2 separate regions of the Capra hircus genome follow, and region 2 is linked to region 1. The links are chromatin contacts, called in public Hi-C maps. All regions are on one chromosome and are shown on one strand. Each heading gives the region's core, a stretch centred on a gene start, on an enhancer-like site or on the middle of the called end of the contact. The rest is flanking DNA. Distances are from core to core; before and after follow the strand shown.

Region 1 (6,167 bases), core at 2,392-4,891:
TTCTCCAGGCAAGAATACTGGAGTGGGTTGCAATTTCCTCCTCCCGGGGATCTTCCTGCCCCAGGAATTGAACCCTCATCTCCTGTGTTTCCTGCATTGGCAGGCGATTTCTTTACCACTGGTGTCACCATAGTTGCTATGGAAAACAGTATAGTCATTCTTCAAAAATTAAACACAGTTACCATATAATATAGCATTTAATCCTTCTGGGTACCCAAAAAGAAGTGAAAGCAGGGACTCACACAGATGTTTGTACACCCATGATCATAGCAGGATTAGTCACAAAAGCAAAAACAAGGAAGTAACCACAATGTCCATCAGTAGATTAATGAATTAGAAAATATAATATATACATAAAATGGTATATTATTCAGTCTAAACAAGGCATAAAATTACAATTATATGTCACAATATGGACAAACCTTTAAGACATTTTGGTGAATGAATTAAGCCATCACAAAAGGACAAATACCACATGATTCCACTTATATGAGGTGCCTAGAGTAGTCAGATTCATGAACAGAAGGTAGAATAGTGGTTGCCAGGGGGAGGAGGGAATGGGAAATTACTGTTTAATGCAACAGATTTTCAGTTTGAGAAGATGAAAAAGCTCTGGAGATGAATAGTGGTGATGGTTACAACAATGTCAACATACTTAATGCCACAGAATGGCATACTTAAAAATGGTTAAAATGGGAAATTTTGTTTTATATATATATTTAACTGCAATTAAAAAAATGTCTCCTGGAATCTTTGAGATGGTGGCAAAGATTAAGAATAGACTAACTTTTCCTGATGCAGGAGAAAAAAGGACCTGGGTACCTACTATGTACCTGACAGGCACTCACAAATCATACACAAAAGCAAAAACCAAATAAAACCATAGCACGACAAACAACGATGAAAAAATACCTTGATTATTAACCCTTCTTTACAGTGAAGAAAGCAAGGTTCATAAATTAACGTACAAGGTCAAGGAGCAAGCACTAGTGGTAGTATTCAAAGGCAAATTTGCCTGCCTCTCGAAGCCTGTGTTCTTTTCACTCTACCATGCTGTTTTCTGCTCCCACAGTTGTCTTTGAAGAGGCTTTGTGCTTTGACTATAGAGCTTTTATACTTAAAAGTTGAGCCTGCCTTCTGAAGTACGCTAAAAAAGTCAGTCAACCAAACGCATTCACTAGGAGCCCACCATGAGGCCCAGGACTGGCCAGGAAATAATGGAGTCGTGTTTCCACTCTGCCATTAGCCATATGGCAGGGGAAAAAACACACACACACAATTAAAATTTCAGTGTCGGCTGACTCTAAACACTCTGGACAAAAGCAGTATGTCTTTTTATATTCTGTATGGCCAGAAGAAGTGGAAATGGTCCCATTTTACAGGCTAGGAGTTTCTTCACCTTTTTCCTAAACCTCCTACCATCATAGCTACTGATCTGCTGTTACTCATTCATGTTGCGCTTCAAGCTGGAATTTAACAATCAAGGAAATGCTTTGGGCTACGAAAAAATAGGCATCTCTTGTTCAACGTCTTTTTAAAAGAGAGCAGGGGGTTTCTGGACTCCCCTGTGTCTATGACCCAAGGTTTCATTTTCTTACTCTTTTATGAAACACAGAGAGAAGTAAGGCAGATTGTCTCCACATCCCCACACAAAGCAGGGTGTTGGCATTACCTAGTGAATCCAGACTATAGATGAGTAAGTACCAGAGGGTGAGTCCCATTTTCACTCATATAGCCCAGACTCCCAACTTTCCATTTCATGACAGGCAGCTCGAGCATATAGCTGCAGTTAGGGGCATTCTGGATCCAAGATCCACCCAAGATCTCTTCTTTGGGTAGATGATCTTTACATATTTTACTCCAGGAGACATACAGCAACCAGAGCCATGGAATACGTGGCATGCCTTGTTTTGCCCACAGGTTTGATTAAATTCAACAGATCTGTCAGGGGAGCGCCATGGTTTCAACACCAGTAATACTTTGCCTGTTAGTCATCATAAACAAGCTCGGAAAATTAGACATTTTATTCCTTAAGGACCCCAAAATTCTTATTTCTGAAATGTGCTGTTACCCCACATATTTTGAGAAGCCAAATCAATTTCATAAAGATGACATTAAAAGAAACTTCACAATTGAGAATAATGATAAAAAAAGGAAGCATATACACTCTCCATGGCATATTTAGTATTTAAAATCCACATTTTAAAAATTTATGAGTGTCTAAATAGGACCTTTTTATTATTTTTACTCCACTATAAGCAGTTCTTTCTTTCCTTTGAAAATGTATCTCCTTTCATTCTAAAAATGCAAGATAAAACGTTTTTACCAATGGTCATTTATTGCTTAACCACACTTCTTATTGGAGACAAAGGTTAATTTTTAAAATCAGGCTATGTTGGGATATTAAACTCTTTCTCCTACATACTCTGCGAAAAGAATCTCACAATTTCACTTCTAATCCGTTAGACCTATTTACTGCACTTGTATGTATCATTCACAAATATGAACAAGCCAGGGCCACAGACTCTCAATAAGATGACCCATTGCTCAAGAAAATCAAAGAATAAAAATCACGTTCTGATTTCACTATTTTGTCCATGCACAGCATATGCAGGGAAGGAAACAACTCCGGCAACACTTTAACATGTTGTCCCTCACCGAGGCTAATATGTACCTTGACCTAGAGCTGAATAAAATCTATATAAACATAAAATCCATATATATACTCCTATCTGATTCTAGATAAGTTAAACTCGCCCCACTCCTTTGAGAAAGGATGCAACTTTAGGATAAGACCCACTGGCAACTGATAGCTGTTTCTAAGGTTATCCTGAGAGCAGCTGCAGAGCGCAGAGGGAGGAAGACACCGTTTTTTAAATGGTAAATACTGTCCCTCACATACGCAATTCCAGCCTTTGTTGGTAAATTCTGAGTACAAAAGAATTTACTCTCCCAAAACAAACAAACAACATAAAAAGCCAAATCACAATCCTTATGCTGCAACAGACCACTCCAGTGCTCTGTGTAAGAGAGATAATGCAATTAACATTTTACACCACTTACACCCCTGAAACCGGACTGCGACGCTCAGATGGTCAGCCCACAGCTTCACAGCCCCCATTGATTTCGCCTGGGCTCTGCTTTTCTTACAAGAGAACTCTGCAAACAGCTTCTTAATATTTAGCATGTTTTCCTGATGAGTCACGGAAGCTAAGCACTAATGAGGATTATTTTCTCAAACCTAGGTGTCACAAATTTGGTCCTTCTCAAAAGTCCTCCTAACAGAATCCATCCTGATCATTTCCTCCCATCCCCGAACAATGTGCCTTTCTTCCCTTCGAAATCTGCCCTTAAAACCGCTGGCGGTGGTCATTTTCCCCACTTAACAAGGAGCAACACGAAAAGCATTTCCTTTACCTTGGCTCCCGAGGCTGGTCCGAGGAGAGTGGCTTTCCTCCGCCCTCCGCGCCGCTGAGTGCAGGCGAGCTCCGGCGCAGCCCGCCCAGCCCAGCCCCGCAGTAGTAGGAGCTGCCCACTGAGCGGCAGCCGTTGTGTGTATGTGTAGCAGCAGCGCCTGCAGCCCAGGGACTAGTCCCCACCCAGCTTTGTCTTCAATCATCGGTCTTTCTACAGGAAGCAGCGCATCTCCCACTTCCTCCTCTAGCTTACAGTTAGCTGCTTACTTCTTTCCCTCTCCTTCCATTTCAGGGCTCACTGGAACCCTTTGCCTGTAAATCCTCTTCCCCCTTTTGTTCCAGGTCCCTTTGGCCCTGTCTGCTCCTTCCTCCCCCTCATTCCCTTCTGCTTTCAGCCCCCTTCCACGCACACAGTCTGCTTTCTTAGCTTGAACTTGGTTTGTTGCTGCTGCTGCTGCTGTTGTTTTGAGGGGTCTGCAGCCCCTGACCACATTCTACCCCTGAGATCCAGTGCCAGCCTCCATGGCTTATCCTGATTTACTGGGGTCCCTACCAAGCTAGCGAGCTGGGAGCTTGCAGCTTCTTGCTGAAACACTTCTCTCTGTGGCCAACATTCTCGATGCTTCATTTCTCCAAGGCCCTACTACATTGAGCTTTGGCTTAACCCACGCGCTCAGAAAAGAATGGCCCTAATATATATTTTTGTGGGGCATAGGAGATAAGAAATGCTACCTGTGACCTAGTAGTGAAGACGTATTCCCCGAGAGATTCTCAGTAGTGGGAAGGAACGAGGTGGGGCTGAATGCTGGATCTTCTCCCCCCAGAAACAGAGCCAGAGCCCTCTGACCTACACTAGCAGGACTAAAAGGACCCTCGCCATTCTCTCGGCCTTTCCCTTCACTTTAGGAGGTGGTGGAGTGTTAGCAATAAGGGGAGAGACTGCAGGCAGTCTGCCCACCAGTATCTGAGTCCACACTGTCATTACTGGCTATGAACTTGGGCAAATTATTTAACCTCTACGTGCCTCAATTTCCTCATCTGCAAAAATAGAGGAGATTAAAGTCACACCCCATTTGAGTCCACCTGCTGATGCAGGAGACTCAAGAGATGCAAGTTCAGTCCCTGGGTCAGGAAGATCCCCTGGAGGAGAGCATGGCAACCCACTCCAGTGTTCTTGCCTGGAGGATCCCATGAAGAGAGGAGCCTATCAGGCTACAGTCCATAGAGTTACAAAGAGTTGGGCATGACCAAAACAACAGAGCGCAGGGTCATACCCCATAGCAGAAATTTGAGGATGAAATGAAACGATGCACAACATGATAATAATATTTTCCTAAAACATAAGATACGTTTGACATATCAGAGCTCTTTTTAGAGGATACAAGCTCAGAGATGGTGAGTAACTTTAGCAGTCAGCAGCCAAACCAGGACCACCACTTGGTTTCCTGATTCCCCATGGTTAGTATATTCACCACTAAACCTCATTGCTCTTGGGGCTCTGAATTTATTCATCGTGTGAGTCATTCTTCCTCATTAGGAACACAAGGTGCTTTGGGGGAAGCTACAAATTAAATACAGGCTGAGGGTAGGGGTGGGGGGAATCCTTCTAGTGTCCAGGCAACATTGTTAAGAAACCTCTCCTCAAGAATCAGTGCTTGGAAAGCTGATCTTCCTGGGCAACAGAGTAAATTCTCAACTCTACATTTTAACCCAGCCTTGCCTCACCCCTCTAGCAAGTAAACTAACAAGGAACATTGGAAAACTAGGGCTGATGCAGGATAACTCTATCATCAGGGAAGTCACCAAGTGAGCCTTCCTATCCCATCTGAAGGACCACAGCACATTAGCCTGGAAGATATAGAATTCAATTTCTATGAAGTGTTCTGCGACAGTCCCTGGGATATCCTTTGTTTTGGTTTGATATTCCATGAATAAGAGTTTGCTTATTTCTTCTACCTAGAAATCTTTTATCAAAAAGGACCCTGAAATCAACTCATTATAACGTCAGAAAATTATGAATGGACTGTTTCAAGATTTTAAATGGGGAACTACTTTTGAAGCACCAGTAACCAGAACTGTAGCAGGAGAGGATTTCATTAAATCCCCACAGCCTCCTATAGCCCAGTGATCAGACATGGACTACCTCCAAGTCAGGAATCCTGGTGCCAAAGGTTACTGGAAACTTTTAAATGAAAATTTAAATATATATGATATCAAGTCTAAGAAAAATGAGAAGCACAAGTAAGAATGGTTGGAGAGATTATTGAAACAAATTTTTGGTCAATTTTAAACTAGCAGCGGATGCTGGCATGAACTCTGGATTCAAACAGGCCTCTTTTTCTTAATGTTGTTTAAATCATCTCTGCCACCCTTCTCACTTTCTCTCTCTTAACCATGAGAGTGGCTGGTCCTTATCTTTATATCTACAGAGGGAAATCTCATTCAGACACTAAAGCCTCTAGGAATTTGGCCTGCTGCCTTCCGATCAGTTCTTCCATCTCTGGCCCCAAGACAGTGGGTTAACCTGCCCATTGCTAGAAAGTAGTAACCAATCTCTCTTCAAAGCTAAAAACTATATTTTAAGATCTTTTTCTTTCTGTCATTAATCTCATTGCTTTCAACTCATTCAAATAGCTTCTTTTTCTGGAGAGAAAGAAAAATGGGGTATAGATGGGTCAAGAGAGATTAACCTAGTTCAGAGCTCTTAACACAATCATGGGAAATATGCACACTCAGCCTGCAAGGTGTCCA
Region 2 (6,167 bases), core at 2,734-5,233, 79 kb after region 1:
GCTGAACTGGATACAGAGTAATGGAAGCTTTGGTGTTTTGTTAATGCAGGAGACTTGAGTTCGATCCTTGGGTTGGGAAGATCCCCTGGAGAAGGGAAAGGCTACACACTCCAGTATTCTGGCCTGGAGAATTCCACAGACTGTATAGTCCCTGGGGTCACAAAGAGTTGGACTCGACTGAGTGAATTTCATTTTGTTTTTTAAAGTACATGTACTTAAAAAAAAAACAATTTTATATATTTACAGGAGGTTGCAAAAACAGTACAGAGAGGTTCCATGTATCAGTCTCCAGTTTCCCCCCATAGTAACATCTTACATTACTGTAGCATGTATTTTCAAAACCAGGACACTGACATTGCTACAATAATGTATGGATGTGAGAGTTGGACTATAAAGAAAGCTGAGCGTGGAAGAATTGATGCTTTTGAACTGTGTTGTTGGAGAAGAGTCTTGAGAGTCCCTTGGACTGCAAGGAGATCCAACCAGTCCACCCTAGAGGAAATAAATTCTGAATATTCACTGGAAGAACTGATGCTGAAGCTGAAGCTCCAATACCTTGGCCACTTGATGCGAAAAACTGACTCATTTGAAAAGACTCTGATGCTGGGGAAGATTGAGGGCAGGAGGAGAAGGGGACAACAGAGGATGAGATGGTTGGATGGCATCACCGACTTGATGGACATGAGTTTGAGTAAACTCCAGGAGTTGGTGATGGACAGGGAAGCCTGGTGTGCTACAGTCCATGGGGTTGCAAAGAGTCGGACACAACTGAGAAACTGAACAGATCTTATTCAAGTTCTAACAGTTTTATATGCATTCATGTCTGTGTATGAACAGTTCTACACAACTTTGTCATCCGCCTAGATTTGTGCAACCACCACTACAGTTAAATACAGAACTATTTCATCACCACAAAGAACTCCTTCATATTGCCACAATCCCTGGTGACAAGCATCTGTTCACCATCCCTATGATTTTGTCATTCTGAAAATATTATATAAATGGTACCATATAGAATGTTACATTCCAAAACCAGCTTCCTCTTTTCAGTCAGCATAATACCCTTGAGATCCATCAATACCATGGCAAGTATCAGGAGCTGTTTCTCTTTATTAGAGTAGTATTCCATTATATGATTATCACCACACTTAGTTTAGACATTTACTGGCTGAAAACATTTGGGTTGTTTCCAGTTTGGAGCTATTAGAAATAAAGCTGCAATGAACATCATGTAGACGCTTTTGTGACATAAGTTCACATTTCTCTGGCATATGTGCCTAGGAGTGCAACTGCTGCATTATCTGGCAGGTATATGTGTAGTTTTCTATGTGCATGTATGCTAAGTTGTGTCTGACTCATTGCAATCCTATGGATTGTAGCCTGCCAGTATCCTCTGTCCATGGGATTCTCCAGGCAAGAATACTGGAATGGGTTGCCATTTCCTTCTCCCAGGGGATCTTTCTCACCCAGGGATCGAAACCGTAAAAGGAGTTTTTTATGTCTCCTGCATTGGCAGGCAGGCTCTTTACCACTACTGTCACCCACCAAGCTATTTTCCAGAAGGCTATACCACTTTACATTCCCGGGAAATTCATGAGATCTAGTTTTTCCATATACTCACCAGCATTTGGTATCGTTACTTTTTTATTTGAGCTGTTTTAACAGGTGTTCTAATAGGTGTATAGGGCTTCCCTGATGGTTCAGATGGTAAAGAATCTGCCTGCAATGGAGGAGACCCAGGTAAAGTATATGATAAAGGAAGCTTCTGGTGTGCTATTTTGTTTGTGGGTTTAGCAAAGCAGAGTCTTTGACACGTTTCGGGGCTGAGGGGAAGCAGAGAGCAGAGGTGATGAACTGAGGGTGCAGGAGAAAGGTGAGTGGACAGTCCTAAGGGCTGGAGAAGAAGGGGTGGAGTGATGAATGAACTGTGATGACTGCGTGCCTTATTCTTGGAGACAGGAGGAAAGGATGTTAGGGTGGGTGAGTGGGAAGAGATAAGTGTAAGTGAGAGGTGAGAAGTGGACTCAAGCAAGAGAGTATCAGGAAACGAGATTAGAGATGGAGGCCCCGGAGGACATTGTCACGTGGTGGGTGACAATGGGTTCTGGAGTCAAGTTGATGCCAGTTCCCCCACTTCCCAGCTATTTGACCTTGGGCATGCTATCTGATCTAAGGACTCAGTTTCCTCATTTATAAAATGGGGAGAATAATAAATAATGGAAAGATTATGGTGAGAATTATATGAAATTTTATGCACTTGGTGAATGAGAATAACAATGATGATCACACAGCAAATCAGACAGCTAAACACTCCAGAGAAATTCACAGTCCAAATAGTTTGATGTTTTGGCTTATGTGTCTTTTCACTGTCTCCTGAAAGACTGACAATAACTTGAGGGTAGGGCCAGACATTTTACTTTTCTCTGTCTTCCTAGCCTCCAGCTCAGTCTCTTCCTCATAGAAGGCTCTTAGTCATGTGTATTAAATGCCCGAGTAACTGGACTGCATATGGTCAACCCTGCAACAGTTGGGGTCCTGCCTCTCAAGTCACTTCCCTTCCTGACTCTCTGGATCGAGCTTTTTCCTCTATGCGTTTGCTACGCTTTTTAAACTAACTCATCTTGCTTTGCAGTCACTGGATGAAAGACTCATAACTCCCTGATTTGGGTCTGTATTTCAGTTCTGGAAATGCAAAAGCAAATTATTATTCATCATTCAAGTCAAATGATCTCTGTTGGTTATAAATGTCCAAGAATTAAAAAGGAAAAGGAGACGGTAATATAGCACTGGGGGACTTATTCAGATTACCTGTTTTTATGGCCTCTTGCATCCTGGGAGAGACTGAGTTTCAGCAAGTTGACAGGTTCAGTGCCCAGAAGCTGAGTGAGTCACTCCAGACCCCAAGGGACAGAGGAAGGTCTACTGGAGTGGTGCTCCCATCTTGCCCACCTTTCTCCATCCTCAGTGGGTTCAGCGGTGCCGGTCAGAGAGGCAAAGTGGGACCTGGGCTAATGAGGCACACCTGTGTCTGGTTGCCAGGTTTTTTTTTTTTTTTAACCTTGGCCACGCCCCTGAAAAAAGAGACTGTGTTGTGAAAACACCCAGCTTTTTGTCCTTTTCTCTCTCCCTCTGCCCCCTCCAATGAGATGCAGAAATGCAGCTAAAATGATACCCAGAGGTGACTGGGGAGGAACACTGACAAGACGAGTCGACAAAAGGGGCAATACAAGGAATTTGGAACTATAACCTGCGTATCACCCCCTCCTCAAATCATCCCAGTCTTGGCAATAGAGCCTTTGCAAGCACAGGTGGAGTTTATTATAACTTACCCCTGCTGCAAATACTCTGGGTCCCTCCTACCAAACCACTCGCTCTGACCACCGGGGGTCAGCCTAGAGCCAGGAACAGGCAGCGGACACCCCAGAGCCAAGCTCCGTTTGGTCCCCCAGGCCCTGTCCTGCCTGCCCTGGAGCTCACCCAGGCCCAACCCAGTGCATCAGCCTTGGCCTGTGGGATTCCCTTTCCGTTTGTAAGAGGAGCTGCCTGGAGTTGGGACAGGTCACAGGCGGATCATATCATTCCCTCATGTTCACTTAAGTCTGAGAATCACTCTCCTGAAGAATCATGCAGCAGGGGTAGTGGGAGGGTCCGGGTGGGGGGAGCTTATGAAAAGCAGATTCTTGGAGCTGATTCTGGGGTGGAGGGTTGGCCCTGAGAACCTGCAATGGGCCAGCTCTAGTTCTGACGCAGCCTCTGCAGGACCATAGTTTGGCAGTATGCCTGAAGCTGTTGTTCCGACCCAGGCCGTCCTTATATGGAGCCTTTGCCCCCGTATCACATCCAGGACTCCAGGAGGCAGAGGACCGGGCCCACGTCCCCTGCCACCCCGGAGCTGCAGCCATCACACGTGTTGGGCTCTGGCACACCAGCAGTGATGCAGCTACTCCTGGCACAGTAACAAACACCCCAAAGAGGGAGAGAGGAGGCAGGAGAAGAAGGACAACTGGTACTGCCCAGTGCCAGAGGAAGACCGCTGCCAGCCCGCCACACCCTCTCCAGATGCCCTCTGTGTCCCTCATTCCCTCTGACTATTTCTGGGCTCTGGCTTCCTTATTTTATCCTCTTTGACGTGCCTCCCTCCTCCTCGCTGCTCAACAAAAGTGTCCTGGATTTAGAGGCAGCCAAGCTAGAGAGCTCAGGACAATGCTTGTTGACTTTCACTGGTGCTAAGACATAGGCTACAACATGAGCACCCTGATGCACTCATAGCTTTTCAGGGAGGAAGGGAGTGAAAGGCAACGTCACAGACACACTTAGGCTGTAAGATGCAGCACAGACCCAGAGTCAACAAAATGGAGAAAAGCGTCTCTCTTGCTCTCATAATCTAATGCTGCGTTGTTCATTCAACTTGAACTCACGGAGTGCCTGCCTGCTGGGCCAGAACCTGTTCCAGGTGCTGTGGGCGGAGGGTTGAGCGGTGCTGTTGTGGTGGTGTAGAAGGCAGGTAGTCAAATAAGAATAAAAAATGAATTATGGAATCTGAGTTAAAGATAGTGACATTTGTTATTAGAGAACCAATTGGGGTTGTGTGGTAGAGATGTAATGGAGAGGGGCCATTTCTGAGGAAATGGGGTCAATCCTAAAGGAAATCAACCTGAATATTCACTGAGGGACTGATCCTGAAGCTGAAGCTCTGATACTTTGGCCACCTGATCCAAAGAGCCTACTCATTGGAAAAGACCCTGACGCTGGGAAAGATTAAAGGCAGAAGGAGAAGGGGGTGACAGAGGATGAGATGGTTGGATGGCATCATCAACTCAACAGACATGAGTTTGAGCAAGCTCTGGGAGATGGTGAAGGACAGAGAAGCCTGGCGTGCTGCAGTCCACAGTATCCCAAAGAGCCAGACACAACTGAGCAACTGAACAACAACAGCATGGAACTGAGATTGTTACAAGGAGAAAACCCAGAGGAAGAGCTTTCTGGGTGGAGAGGACTTTCATGTGGTTTCTACAAAGCCCGTCTGGCACCTTGGCCCATGGCTGCAGACTTTTCATTCTTTGCTAAGCTCAGCATTTATTGAGCACCTTTTTCTATGCCAGGGGATGCTGGTCCCTCAGGATGCAGTTGTGAGCAAGAAAGACATGGTTTCCACCCTCAAGAAGTTTACAACCAGGTGCAATTTCTAAAGATAAAGTTCAGCTGGCCCTCTATTTCTACACTTACCGTTTATCTTCTTCATCACAAGATATATATTTTAGATTGTGGACTAGGATGGCTTTGACGGGGAGGACTTTATGACCACAAACACTAGGACCCAATGGTAAAACCTTCAAGAGCCTGAATACTGCACCTGGGGGCTCTGAAAAAAAATCCCCACCATTCCCTACCCAATTGTGGCCCTTTGCTCTCAGCGTTCTCCTCATATCATCCCAGACTGTAAGATCTGGGAGAGAAGAGACTGTTCCAAAGACAGCTCACATCCTCTGGAACTGAATTTGGTCCATTCACGTATCATCATCTTTGGTGCCCCCTCCTGGTGCCGAGCAGAAACACAGGCCCTGAGGCCCTCTGGCCGCACTTCTCAGACCTTGGGGGCTGTCACAGGGAAAGAAATATTTGTTTCTGAATCTCTCAGTTGCCTTTCAGAGGTTCTCACTGAAGATGAATGATGGGAATAAAGTTGGAAACAGTGTAAAGGAGAACTTTGCTCCTGCGCGTCCCAGGAAGCAGCTGCTTCTCCTACAGCACAAATTCATACCTGACAGATGCTGCCAAACCCCTGCAAAAAGCTGACATCCCCTCCTGGGTTTCAGAGATTTCCTTTCACATCTGAACTGCTCGTAAGAAAGAAAGCAGAGGAACAACTCAAATACAGTGAGGACTGCCTTGGCCTCATGGGCAGGGCTGGTCTGGAACGAGCTTGCCCCAGGGCTCCCACGACCGGTGAGGGGGATGAGCGTGTGCACCCGCTTCCTGGGCTCTACCCCTGGAGGTTCTGATCAGGTGAGATGTGAGGCCTGGGAATACATGAATCCTTCCACAAGGCTTCTGTGAGTCTTTCTGAAAGTCACTCAGGTTTGTGAACCCTTGAATTAGGGGACAGACTGATCAATAGTCCCCTAGTTAGCTCTCCTTCCATCCTGACATCCTCTGTGTCTCCCGGC

The links. A called contact is a pair of places that touch in the nucleus more often than the background predicts.
Region 2: a Hi-C map of blood shows a contact between it and region 1, with 3 times the contacts expected there. The contact joins the enhancer-like site here to the promoter of GNG2 in region 1. A contact is called at or near these places in 2 of 5 Hi-C or Micro-C datasets (both in blood).

Annotation. Positions count from the first base shown.
Region 1 is chr10:58,383,850-58,390,016 of ARS1.2, forward strand. GNG2 (guanine nucleotide-binding protein G(I)/G(S)/G(O) subunit gamma-2) reads right to left here and starts at 3,642. Exons shown (of 3, transcript XM_005685654.3): 1 at 3,418-3,642.
Region 2 is chr10:58,462,823-58,468,989 of ARS1.2, forward strand. No RefSeq gene overlaps it. Among named protein-coding and RNA genes, the nearest start is that of GNG2, 78 kb to the left of the region's middle. Within about 2 kb of position 3,984, at least 3 of the 5 cell types and tissues checked have an H3K27ac peak or open chromatin away from gene starts, as enhancers often do.